Regions from separate parts of the Pan troglodytes genome. Here region 2 is linked to region 1. The links are chromatin contacts, called in public Hi-C maps. All regions are on one chromosome and are shown on one strand. Each heading gives the region's core, a stretch centred on a gene start, on an enhancer-like site or on the middle of the called end of the contact. The rest is flanking DNA. Distances are from core to core; before and after follow the strand shown.

The links. A called contact is a pair of places that touch in the nucleus more often than the background predicts.
Region 2: a contact with region 1 is called in a Hi-C map of stem cell-derived neural progenitor cells, with 7 times the contacts expected there. The contact joins the promoter of MACF1 here to the enhancer-like site in region 1. A contact is called at or near these places in 5 of 7 Hi-C or Micro-C datasets (blood, induced pluripotent stem cells, a lymphoblastoid cell line and 1 more) and 1 of 1 datasets of contacts at active chromatin or transcription factors (stem cell-derived excitatory neurons).

What each region holds. Positions count from the first base shown.
Region 1 is chr1:191,778,740-191,785,351 of NHGRI_mPanTro3-v2.0_pri, reverse strand. The region is part of intron 1 of MACF1 (microtubule actin crosslinking factor 1); the gene reads left to right. Among named protein-coding and RNA genes, the nearest start is that of MACF1, 86 kb to the left of the region's middle. Within about 2 kb of position 3,496, at least 8 of the 24 cell types and tissues checked have an H3K27ac peak or open chromatin away from gene starts, as enhancers often do. A contact at or near this core is called in stem cell-derived neural progenitor cells, where this site is marked.
Region 2 is chr1:191,864,912-191,871,523 of NHGRI_mPanTro3-v2.0_pri, reverse strand. It overlaps MACF1 (microtubule actin crosslinking factor 1), which reads left to right and starts at 3,973. Exons shown (of 101, transcript XM_063782390.1): 1 at 3,973-4,138.

The DNA.
Region 1 (6,612 bases), core at 2,247-4,746:
TTAGTAGAGGCGGGGTTTCACCATGTTGGCCAGGCTGGTCTCGAACTCCTGAGCTCAGGTGATCCACCTGTTTCTGCCTCCCAAAGTACTAGGATTACAGGTGCGTGCCACCACACCCAGCTAATTTTGTATTTTTAGTAGAGGCGGGGTTTCACCATGTTGGCCAGGCTGGTCTCGAACTCTTGAGCTCAGGTGATCCACCTGCTTCGGCCTCCCAAAGTGTTAGGATTATAGGCGTGAGCCACCATGCCCGGCCCATTGTCAGATTTCATTTAATATCCCTGTTTTCGCTGAGACACCTGGCTCCTGACCTCACACGGGCCTGAAGACTTCCAACCAATCTTGTTTTCAGCCTTACTCTGCAGCATGCCTTCTCCTACCAAGTCTTCAGAGGTCCCTGGTGCTTCCAATTTCTGAGCCTTTCTGGGATTCTGCAGCACAATTTACCTTGTTTCTTATTGTTGCCCATTTCCTGCAGGCACTTAGCAGAGAGAAAGAAAGCTGACATTTAAGTTTTCGACCATTTGTTTATCCACACTCCAGTGTATCAAACTTTTGTTGCTATTTCTTATTCTTATTTTCTGTGGGCTTGTGCCATTTTAATTCTCTTACTGTCACTTTTCTGAGGTTTCTGAAAGGGAGCTAAATGTGCTTATTAAATTTGTAATGGATACCCTAAAGTTGGCAGAAGTTAATCTTCCCAATTTAGTTACCTCTCTCTGAGCCTCCCCAACCCCAACCCAAATACACAAACCCTGTGGTTCGTTCTAGTGTCACTTGTACTTTCTGTTTTTCATTCTCTTCCTCATGCTATCTCTCCTCCTGGAGTGTTTACTCTTCTTATTTCAGACTGTTGAAATCCTATACATTCTTCTAGTCCCAGGTTATATTTCTTATCTATGGAAGCCTTTTTTTTTGACTTCCCCAACAGGAAATGACCATTTCATTGACTGAATTTCTGAAGTTCCATTCACTGAGTTCTTATAGTCTTGCCCTCCTGACATAGCCTGTACTGCTTTATGTTAAGACTATCTGTATACATATTTCTCCAGTTAGATTGTAAGCTCTTAAAGGATAGTAGCGTAAGACTGGCTTTGTAATTTTTTTGTTATTGATAACAATCAACATAGTACCTAGGCAACTAAATATTTCACAGAACCACAGAATTTTAGAGCTGGAAAAGAATTTAGAGATCTAGAATGTGAACTCATTTTATGAATGAGTAAACAGATCCAGTGTAGTTAAACGATCCTGAAGTCATTTAATAAGCCAAGAACAGAACTGGACCTATAATCGTCTCTAGTTCTGTAATGTCTAAATGCATTGATAAAATCTGATATGTGCTTATTTAGATATTCTGGTTTATCAAAGGTTAACCAGAGAGTGCTTTTTGTTTCATTCTTGTTGAAAATTTTTGTCAATATCTTTTTGGTTTTAGTAATTAGGTATGCCATAGGTAATTTCTTTTCTTTTCTCCCTCCTTCGCTGCCTCTCTCTCTTCTTTCTTTCTTTTTTCCTCCCCTCCCCGCCCCTCTCCTCTCTCTTCCTTTCTCTTTTCTTGTCTTTTCTTTCTTTCTTTCTCTTCTTTTCTGTGTGTGTGTGTGTGTTTGTTTTTGTTTTTGTTTTTTTTTTTGACGGAATCTTGCTTTGTCACCCAGGTTGAAGTGTAGTGGCGTGAGTAGCTGGGACTACAGATGTGCATCCCCACACCCAGCTAACTTATTGTATTTTTTCATAACAACAGGGTTTTGCCATGTTGCCCAGGGTGGTCTCGAACTCCTGGGCTCAAGAAATCTGCCCTCTCGGCCTCCCAAAGTACTGTGATTACAGACGTGAGCCACCGCCTTGTGCTGTCTCTCTTTTTCTCTTTCTCTCTCTTTTTGATAAAAATCAGGATCTTGAGTATTCTGGATTTTGTCAAAAACTGAGCTGGAGGTGGTGCAGTGGCCTGTAATTCCAGCACTTTGGGAGGCCGAGGCAGGTGGATCACTTGAGGCCAGGAGTTTGAGACTGGGTTGGCCAACATGGCGAAACCCCGTCTCTACTAAAAATACAAAAATTAGCCAGGCGTGGTGGTGTGCCTGTAATCCCAGCTACTTGGGAGGCTGAGGCACGAGAATCGCTTGAACCTGGGAGGTGGAGTTTGCAGTGAGCTGAGATCGCACCACTGCACTCCAGCCTGAGTGACAGAGTGAGACTGTGTCTCAAAAACAAACAAACAAAAAAACCCCAAAACAACAACAATGAAAACTAAGCTGGATAATAGTTTTCTTCCCAGGCATATATGAGCATCAGAGACCCAAGGATTATAGGTAGGGAAAAAATGTAGGCAACTGTATTGACGGTGCTCTGATTTTTAAGAAAATTTTAAAAATTCACTGGATATGATGTATTTGGGGTGATTCTTTCTTTCTTTCTTTCTTTTTTTTTAAACCTAGCAGTGAAGTACAGGCCCAGTTGGGTCCTACTTAAAGTTTTCCTGTTTGACAATTTATCAGGAATTATTATTGCTTAAGATAGCTTTGAAGTAAATTGTCTGTGTCAAAGACCTTCCTCCACTTCTCTCACTTACCTAGCACTTGGCAGCTGTTTCCAAAATGTTTGCACTAACTCCATAGATTCATGTCTGAAGGATTAGATACTCCAGGAACATCTATTGGGAGAAAGTTTAACTACAACTGTTGTCCATTTTTCGATTAATGTGCCAGTCACTAATCAAAAAAACAGATGCTGTCGTTTTCCTCATCCACTACTTGGGACACCTAAGGATGGATGGACAGATACTTAAGAGGCTGCCTCCTTCTTCTGAGATTGGGCTTTTCATCAGGGCTGTGCCACAGGGTGTGATGCTGTGTGATAGCAGATGGCTCTGCTTCATGCCCATTACTTTTTGTTTTATCCAAAGTAGAAGCTGTGGTCCCCAGATTTTAGAGAGTAAGGGCTTATCATACTCATTGGCTTTTCTGCCTTTGCCTGTTTCTGCATTGCCACCTGGCTGCCATTAGAGGGAATTCATTACAACTCTGAGTCCCTGCAGGGAGCTGAGAGGAGCTATCCTTGTGTTTAGGATGGGACGTGTGTTCTTAAAACTGGGCCAGGCACGGTGGCTCCCAGCACTTTGGGAGGCCGAAGCAGGTGGATCACTTGAGGCCAGGAGTTCGAGACCAGCCTGGCCAACATGGTGAAACTCCGTTTCTATTAAACATACAAAAATTAGCTGGGTGTGGTGGTGTATGCCTGTAATCCGAGCTACTCAGGAGACTGAGGCACAAGAATTGCTTGAACCTGGGAAGTGGAGATTGCAGTGAGCCGATATCTCACCACTGCACTACAGCCTGGGCGACACAGCAAGACTCTGTCTCAAAAAAAGAAAAAAGCAAAAAACTTAAAAATGGTTACCCAGATTTCCTTTTATGACTTGTTCAGTCAGAGGCAGCTGGGAGGATGCACGCTGGGGAAAGCATTACTCACCAGGCACACATAGTGGCCCTGACTGCTGGCAAATAGTCTGGGCTGTGTTAAGAGTGAGTCACCTCGGGGAATGGAAAAATTGCAAGGTACTGAGGGGTAGGAGTTGTGTGCCAGTGACTGCTCCTTTTCTGTCTGCTATTTTCTCTATAAGGACTCATCACAAAACCATAAATACTGACGATCCTGTTGAGGCAGCCGTGAAGCCAACCAACTTTATGGTGATAATGTTTCCCATAAAAGGAATGAGCTGACTGGACATAGCATTGTTGCCTTCTATGTTACAGGTGTATATAGATTTTGACACAAGCTTGAACTTGTATAATGAAAGTTCCATGTGTGAGAATTTCATTAGAATAAAAGCAACACAGGTTTTCTTTGTTGTTTAAAAACTCAGTCTTCTGTGTCTATCTATCTTTGTCCAGTAGGGGTCACTGAGGGTTAGGCTCTCAATAAGAGAAACACTAATCTAGTGATAAATGAGCTGGATTCCTTGTCTATTGTGACATCTTTGTATATTCAGTACTATGTTTTTTAAAATATTAGAGCAGAAACAAAAGGCGTGAACTTGTATTAAGAACTTTATGGGCGAAGCGCAGTGGCTCACGCCTGTAACCCGAGGCGGGTGGATATAACCTGAGGTCAGGAGTTCAAGACCAACCTGGCCAACATGGTGAAACCCCGTCTCTACCAAAAATACAAAAAAATTAGACGGGCATGGTGGCGCATGCCTGTAATCCCAGCTACTTGGGAGGCTGAGGCAGGAGAATTGCTTAAACCCGGGAGGCAGAGGTTGCAGTGAACCGAGATTGTGCCATTGCACTACAGTCTGGGCAACAAGAGTGAAATTCCATCTCAAAAATTAAAAAAAAAAGAATATTTCTGGACAAAAATAACAATCCTCGGCAAGATTCTGGAATAGTCCCCATAGACAGGGCTTCTTTTCTTCGTATCATTTTTTTCTCCATTTCTTTAAGATGTTGGCTACCAGAGTTTCTTGGAAAAAGCTTACTAGATAGATATTATTTCATTGGGGAAAAGGGTCAAAATTCCAGAGAGAGAGATTACTTAAAATGGTAATATGGCTGTTGAGGTTGACTAGATATTCTTGTCCTTTCCCTTTTTGAAGCAATGCTGTCGAAGCCTAATTTGATTTAGTCATTGAGCTGTTCAATACCACACATTACTTTCACTTACCTTCTTGCATTTGCCACTGAGGATGACTTGATGCCCTGCTAGGAGGTCTCTTGTGTGGTAATCATAATAACAAGAGTTGGCATTAATGAGTCAATGTTTAATGCTTTTTAAATAGTTAATGCTTACTGTGTGCCAAATATATTATGCATTTTCTCACTTAATCCTCACTGTAATACTGTGAAGAGGTAATTTTATTATCCCTTTTTGACATGAGATAACTATGGATTAAAGAGATTAAGTAATTGGTTCAAAGATACACAACTAGAGATTGTGAAATCAGAATTTGAATATAGGTTTGGCTCACAAATTATATTTACAGCCCTGGTAAGAGAGAGAGGGAGAGAGAGAGAGAGAGGCAGGCACTTGGGTTTAAGAGTGAGTTTTCTTTTTTCTTTTTTTCTTTTTTTGAGACAGAGTTTCGCTGTTGTTGCCCAGGCTGGGGTGCAGTGGCATGATCTCAGCTCACTGCAACCTCCACTTCCTGGGTTCAGGCAATTCTCTTGCCTCAGCCTCCCAAGTAGCTGGGATTACAGGCACTCCTGGGTAATTTTGTATTTTTAATAGAGATGGGGTTTCACCATATTGGTCAGGCTGGTCTCGAACTCCTGACCTCAGGTGATCCAACCACCTCGTCCTCCCAAAGTGCTGGGATTACAGGCATGCGCCACCACACCTGGCCAAGAGTGAGTTTTCTAAGTGCTGTACCAGAGCATCTCTCACTTTATTTTCTGCCCCTCCTCTTTAGTGTTACTTTCCCTTTTCTTTCTTAAGGGTAAGACCTTCAGTTGCTGAGCTTGATAGGAAGGCCATCTAGAGTTAGATCCTGGGCAGAATCCATATCTGGAGGGATTTCCAGAAGTGGAATTTCTTTTCTTTTCTTTCTTTTGTGATAGAGTCTTGTTCTGTTTCCCAAGCTGGAGTGCAGTGGCGCGATCTCAGCTCACTGCAGCCTCCACCTCCCGGGCTCGAGGGATTCTTCTGACTCAGCCTCCCAGGTAGCTGAGACTACAGGCACATGCCACCATGCCCGGCTAATTTTTGTAATTTTAGTAGAGACGGGTGGCCAGGCTGGTCTTGAACTCCTGACCTTAGGTGATCCACCCTGCCTCAGCCTCTTAATGTGCTGGGATTACAGGCGTGAGCCACCATGCCCAACCAAAAGTGGAATTTCTTTCTCCCTGCCTTCCCCTCCTCTCCCCTCCCCTCCTCTCCCCTCCCCTCCCCTCCCCTCCCCTCCCCTCCCCTCCCTTCCCTTCCCTTCTCTATTGTCTTGCTCTGCTGTCTAGGCTGGAGTGCAGTGGTGTGATCATAGCTCACTGTGGCCTGAAACTCCTGGGCTGGAGTGATTCTCCTGCCTCAGCCTCCCAAGTAGCTAGAACTACAGGTGTGTAACCACTGGGCCTGGCTAAGTGTTATTATTTTTTGGAGAGATGGGGTCTTGCTATGTTGCCCAGGGTGGTCTTGAACTCCTGTCCTCAGGCAGTCCTCCTGCCTCAGCTTCTCAAAGCACTGGGATTACAGGGGTGAGCCACTGCTCCCAGCCAAGCAGTTTAATTTCTGATTTAATAAACTATCTTCCTTCCAGCTCCAAGGAAAAGCAAAACTTATACTTGTGTTCTTGGAGACACTTTTTTCTTTTAAATTCCCAGGTAGATTTGGAAGTTCACTGTTAAAGGTGATTCGACACCCTTGTTAGTGTATGTTACCTACTAGGCCTCTCTAGAAGAGCATTTTGAGTTATTTCTGCCATAAGATGAATGGTTTTCCAGGCACTTGTTCTCGGTTGTATGTTTTTGTGGTCAAAAAAGATGCATTACCAGAAGAAATGTTTATATTTTGGGAGTATTCATAATTTACTGGGCCCAGCTTTGCCCTTTCTAGTGTGCACCCGCCCCCATTCTTGCTCTTAAGCAGTTCTCAGATCTTCTCATTCATTTATTAATTTGC
Region 2 (6,612 bases), core at 2,724-5,223, 86 kb before region 1:
AATTAGCCGGGCGAGGTGGCGGGCGCCTGTAGTCCCAGCTACTCGGGAGGCTGAGGCAGGAGAATGGCGTGAACCCCGGGGGGCGGAGCCTGCAGTAAGCCGAGATCGCGCCACTGCACTCCAGCCTGGGCGACAGCGAGACTCCGTCAAAAAAAAAGAAGAAAAAGAAAGAGAGAGAGAGAGAAAGAGAGAGAAAGAAAAGAAAAGAAAGACGAAATAGTTAATGAGTGCCCTATATGTGCCAGATCATTTGCTAGGTGCTAAGGATCCTGTGGTGAATTAGACGACAAACAGCCCCAGCCCTCAGGGAGCTTACGATTTAGTAAGGATGAGAGACACTGTACCATAACTTCAAGTGTGATGAGTATTACCAAAGGGTAGAGGAGGACCTATTAATTGGAGGAGGGGGGGGTCAAGGAAGGCTTTCCCCTGGGGAGTTTCAGCAGAAGCATGGGTAGGAGTGAGCCAGGCCAAAGGAGAGTGATGAAGGGTTATAATCTGGGAGGAAAGTCGGTTGGATGGCCCTGAGGCGAGATAACACATTAGAGGCGCTGAAAGAATTAGAAAGTGGCAGGGCTTTAGGGATAGGGGTATTTGATGAGGCTTTAATTGGGAGGACACCAAGGATAAAGGGCATTAATTTCCTTGTATTACTCTTCTCTTCCACTAGATGCCCTTCCGAGTACATCCTTCTGCTTCCCCCATTGCAGCCTTCTTAGAAATGTAGCAGCAGTCTCACCCATCAGGAGCAAAAGAAAATCAAAGACCAAAAGGAGAAAGGCTCAGAGCTTTTGCGACTGTGTGGTCTGGCTATAAATTTAGACTGTTGCTTGAAAGAAGCGAAAAACCTCCCCTTCATAGACTTCCTTCTTCCCATCCCCCCTGGCAGCCACTTTGTTCCTCTAGCCTTGTCAAATTTTCTCTGTATAAAACAGGAACATCAGCCAAACATGTGGACTTCCCCACTTTCCATTCATTAGAAGAATGCATTATTTCAAAATCTCCTGGGAGCATTTAAATGCAAATTTTGTCAAGAAAGCAATTTGAGTCTTAGAGAAGCCCTCTAGCCACAACCCAAAGCAGAAGTTTCTTCTTTGATTTGTGTGTTTCTTAAAAGGAATCTCAACCCCTTGCCTTCTCCCCGCAACCCCCCCAGGTCTTCTCTGATTCTCACAGCGGACTCTTCCCCTTTTTGCCCCTGTTCTTTCTTCACCTTTGGCAAGCATCAGTCACACATCTTGAGGAACCTGCTCACAAAGTGGCGCGTGTAGCAGCCCCAGGAGGGAATGGAGGGACTTTTCTATGTAGTGTAATGGACATAAGGAGGCAGATGTCTGTGTGGGGGCGAAATGTCTGTGTGGAGGTGTTTGTATGCGTGATTTCTGTCTGGGCCTTCTTAGGCCTGCTGGTATAAAATAATATGGGAAATGCAGATGACTCAGCACTGACACAGTCAAGATCCCCAGAGTTAGCATTTCTATATTCTCTGCTGTTTACGAAAAATGTGCTTGTGCCATCAATCAGCAACTCATCCTGCATTTTCCGCTAAAAGCCTTTTACTGAAAAATGCATATACTTCAAACTTATTCCCCTTCTTTTTGTAAACTGAGCTCATTAGCAGCTGACACCAAACTGAGAACTAGTTTTGTTTGTTTGTTTGTTTTAGCACGGAGGATTAAACTGGAAGGAAATGAGCATTTGTCTAAGGATCCTCCCTGTCCTCTTTCAGGCCCTTCCCTGCATGATCTTCATGCCCACAACTTGGGCAGGCCAGCAAAACTTGATGGGAAAAGATATGATTAATGACTTGCTCACCTGATTTCTGATCAGGGTGTGGTGTGGAAACAACCAGCATGCACCTATTAGCGAAAAGCGTCATTTGTTTTACTTGTTACCAATGTGCTGAGCATTGACCAAAATACTTGGCAGTACTCACAAGGTACAAAGACACCTTCCCTAGCCTGGGGTTAAGAAGTTTCTCCTTCAAACTCTTGAGAATGGGAACTGGAATGGAAGCCCAAGTCCCAATTTTGGTTGCTCAGTGTTGCATGAATTTTTTTTACTTGCTAATGTGCCCTTATTGTGAGATCAGCCAGTGTAACTTCTTACCCACAACCACCTCTCCAGACCTCCTGAAAAATCAAGCTAACAGGGGAGGATAACTGCTGAATGGGGGGTGGCGGGCACAACGTGTCACCTACATTGACCAGAGTTCTTCATTCACTGCTCATGGCTCCAGCGCACTCCATGAATATTGGGATTGAATGATACACAACCGAATGTTGGATCAAATGATGTTGGGAGCTCTGTCCTCAAAATGGCCCCTAATAAATCCCTACCCATATTTTCCAGTTTCCTTTCTTTACTCTTTCCTTTCCCCTGATGACAAAGAATAATTGGCTTCCCCTTTTCTTCCCTGACCAGCTATGCTCCAGAGTCCTTTCTTTGTTCCCTAACAGTCCTGGTTCCGTCTCAGGTTCCCACATTTCTCCCTTTTGATCTCTGTCTCTCTGTTCAGATGGCTGTCACAGTTTAATAATTCTAGAGGGTCTATCCCCTACAGATTTATGTCTCCCTGTCTCTCCTCTTATTCACCCCATGGTGCATTCAGAATCCCGTTTTCGTGCCTCCCTAGGTTGTCATTTCTCAGGCTCTGGCTCCTTGGCCTGGTTTACTTCATGGTGCTGGATCTGCCCCGTCACTTCTCGTTCAGCTTCTTCTGTTTCTGGAAAACCCTTTGTTCCCGGGCTTCTTTGTGGGCTCAGTGTCCTCCGGCCCCACACTGCAGCCCTGTCTGGATCTTGCCCTTGTCCTCGTTCTGACCGCGTCTAGCCCTGGGATCTGAGGCATCGTGGTCTTTTGCCCTCTGCTTTCCCTTCAGTTTCTCCAGGTCCTTCTCCAGCAGCCGCACAGGCCCCGCTGGGTTTCTCTCCAGCCAGGGAGAAACCCTCCTTTGTCCCGCTCCCGGCGGCGTAGGTCAGCGCTGACTGGGGCTCCCGCTCGCCCTGTGGAGCCGGCCCGGGTCTCCCTGCCGTTCGGCCGGCCCAGCCTTTCATCCTGACGCGCGGGGCCTCCCACCCAGCGGGACTCCCGCGTGGGCCGGCCTCTCGCGCCCCTCGGCTCGGGCCCCAGTCCGGGCCGGGCGGGGGTCGGCAGCCCCTGGGGGACCCGTGTGGGCAGCCCGGGCCCAGCCGGCCGCAGCCTGGGGCCGAGGACTCGCCGGGCCCCGGAGGCGGCGGGGAGAGGGGGCGGGGAACGGGCCGGGCCTGGCGCTCCTGACAGGAGGAGCCGCTGCCGCCGCCCGTCGCCGCGGCCGCGCCGGGGCGGGCTGAGGGAGGAGCGGAGCCGAGGGGTGAGGAGGCGGAAACGCGAGCCGGGACCGGCGGAGCGCGAGCGGGCCGGGTGCGAGCGGACTGAGGAGCGGAGCGCGACTGCCGGGCCGGGCGAGGCGGGCGGACGGCGGAGAGCGAGGGCGCCGTCGCCGTCTCTGAGACGCACAAAGGGCCGAGGCTGGGGCCGCCGCCGCCGCCGCCTCAGCGCACGGGCCTGGAACCGGCAGCCCCCGGGGCTCGGCGAGAAGGCGGTGCGGGCGGCCATGGCCGGCTACGTGCCGGGTCAGCAGCCGGCCAACCGCAGCCAGGAGAAGGAGTTCGTGCAGGCGTACGAGGATGTGCTGGAGCGCTACAAAGGTAGGGCCGGGGACTGGCCGGCGCTGAGGCCCGCGGGCCGGCCGGCTCGGCCGCTGCAGGTGGGGCGGCCGGGCGGGGTCGCACCCACCGCGCGGGGCTTGGCCCTGAGCTGCTGCTTCTCGGGGCCAGTTTATTTACAGAGTTGAGATAAGCCTTCGGAACCCGCTCCCGGGGCAGTCGGCGCGCTCAGAGCGCCAGTTACATGATTTGCCCTATTATCCGGCCCCAGCTGGAAGGAGGCGAGACAAGGCGCTGGCCTGGAGACCGGCCGCCGTGGGGAGTTGCTGGGGAGGAGGAGGAGGAGGAGTTGGGCGCGGGAGAAACCACCCGCTCTGCTCTGGGTGCGAGCTTCCTCCCAGAGGGGCTCGGACCTCTGTGTGCCCGCGGAGAGTCCCTCCCTCGCCCCCTTTTGTCTCCTTGAGTCTCGGATGAGTCGCGTGGAAGCCGAGGTTGGAAAGCACCTTGGTGTCTTCGGGGTGGGGTGGGCAGCGGTGTGGGTGAGTGTGCAGTTTTTGGTGGCGAGACCTTACCCCCTCCATCTCCCCGGGGGTCTGGGCCTGCTGGAGGTGGGGGTCTGGGCCTGCTGGAGGTAGGGATCTGTTTTTTTCCTCCCACATAAAGATTTGCCTTGGAGCTCGGATTTCAGCCCTGAAGGCTCTCTTGCGAGACACTTCTGCAAGTTAATGCCTAATCTGCGCCTTGGGTGTATGGGGAGAAAGTTTTGACAGACAAGAGGGCCTGTGGACTGCATTTCCCTAACTGCTGTAGGTGCCCCTGAATGGAAGCCAGGGATGCGTGGCCTTGGGAGGCCCTTGCCTTGATCTTTAACATCCGGTTCTGGGAGTTTGCTTTGGCTGGCAGTTATGCTTTCCACAGACGGGGAGATTTTCCCAGAAACGACACAGGCAGCACTTTTCCCCATTTTATTTAGCTCGGGCCCTTGTGACTAGGCCCTTAGTTTCTTTTTATCTGAAGGAGAGGAAACTTCAGCCCCTATGACTGAGTCCAGCATACTTGTTTACAGCACCTATCCAGTGAAGGGAAACTAATGAAGAAGCTGTAAAACGCCCCCCCCCCCTTTTTTTTTTTTCTTGTGGCATTGGAACTCTGCTTGGGAATGCAGCAGGAAAAAAGTAGAGATGAAATGCGAAAAAGGACCTACTAGGGTTTTTGCTTGTTCCCTCTGCATCAGCTCCTGTAAACTGTCCAGCTTTTCCTGCCTGCAGCAAGTTTTCTGTCAACCCCCTGTGGTCTTTCTTTTTAAGAAATGTGGTTCATTTCAGAGCACAAAGAGGTTAGATTGTGCTGCTGAACTTCATTGAAAAAATGCTGCTCAGTGAATGGTTGCATTAAGTTTCCTTTGCAGGCTTTTGAGTAACACTGCTCTCTTCAGAGAGAGGAGATACATTAGGACTGTCCCGGGCTGTGACAGCTTCAAACCAGCAGAATTAAGACCCAAAGCAGGTGAAGAAATCTCAGCACCTCACTGGATGGTAGTACTGGTGACCTCCAGCGGAAAGGAAGTTGGACTCCTAGCAAATGAGGCTGGGAAAGAAGGGGGCAGTAGGGCTTGTTCCAGGAGAGACCTCTTTTGTTCAGTTTTTTTTTTTTTAGCTGTCTCACTCAGTTTGGCTTTCCTCTGAAGGGCCTTGATCAGGTGTATAGGAACTTAATCCTTCCCAGACACAGGTCTCTTTCTTGAGGGGAGGAATGAGTTAAAAATGGTTGCCCAAAGTAAATTACCTCGAGTTGTATAAGGTGGTCGTGCAGTCTGCTCTTCTGATCGGTGCAGAACAATCTCTCTTCCCCCCACTGCACCGTTCTCACTGGGAAGTCAGAGTGGCTTAGCATCTGGGCCTTTGTTACTTTGCTTATGGAATTCCTGCATTTTCCAGACTTAGAAATCCCCGTACTACCTTAATAGGAGAACAGTTTGTCTAAGCAGAGGAGTGAGCTGGAATCTGTAGAGTGACCAGGGGAAGGAGTTTGTGAGGATCATGCCACGTATTGGTTTTGGAAAGAGATGGGAAAATAGATATTGATGATGGTGGGGTGTTCTAGACCCTTATTGGCTGGTCACCACATTACTTGGATCTCTCTCTGCTGCTATTAATTTGTAGTCACCTCATTATACAGGCTGAAGCAGGATTTTTATATGCAGAAGGAGAGCTAAAATTTTCAGCTGCCTAAACTGCCCCTAGGGCCAAGGGGAGAAGGGCAGTAATGTATTTGGAGTGTGAGGGAAGCAGAGCTGTGTGTAGTGCAGCTGTATTAGGAATGGTAGTCAAGTATGGGTTTTCCAGAACTGCTTGGCAACCTTTTTTTTTTTTTTTCTGTGTGGTGGCATTGAGCATGGTCTTGGCAGGATTAGATGATTCAGCATGGAAATAAATGCTCTCCCTTATTTCCTAAATGTCCCAAAGGTTCTTTCAGATAGCTGGCCGGTAAACAGGAGGCATTAGATAATAACGCTGGATTCTAACAGTTCAGAGTGGGCAGCAGCCAAGAGAACCAGGGTATATCCTTCATTTCCCCAATTCTCTGACAGTCATTAAAGTCTCTCTTGGAGGTGCCACAATGTTAGATGCCAGAATTCTGAATGAGATCTGGTTCCTGCCCTTGGTTATTCCATCTAGTAAGGGAAAGATACTTGTAAACAAGTAGTTGTCATACTGTGATAAGTGCTAGAACAGAGATAGTATGGAAGCCAGAGGAAGGCTGAAACCCTATTTGGATTTACCTGGGAGATTTGACAAAGGAGGTGACATGAGAGGGTTTTTTTTTTTTTTTTTTTTTGAGACGGAGTCTCACTCTGCTGCCCAGGCTGGAGTGCAGTGGCACGATCTCCACTCACTGCAAGCTCTGCCTCGCGGTTCACGCCGGAGGAAATTAAGAAGGAATAGTCAGGGAGGTAGGAGAACCA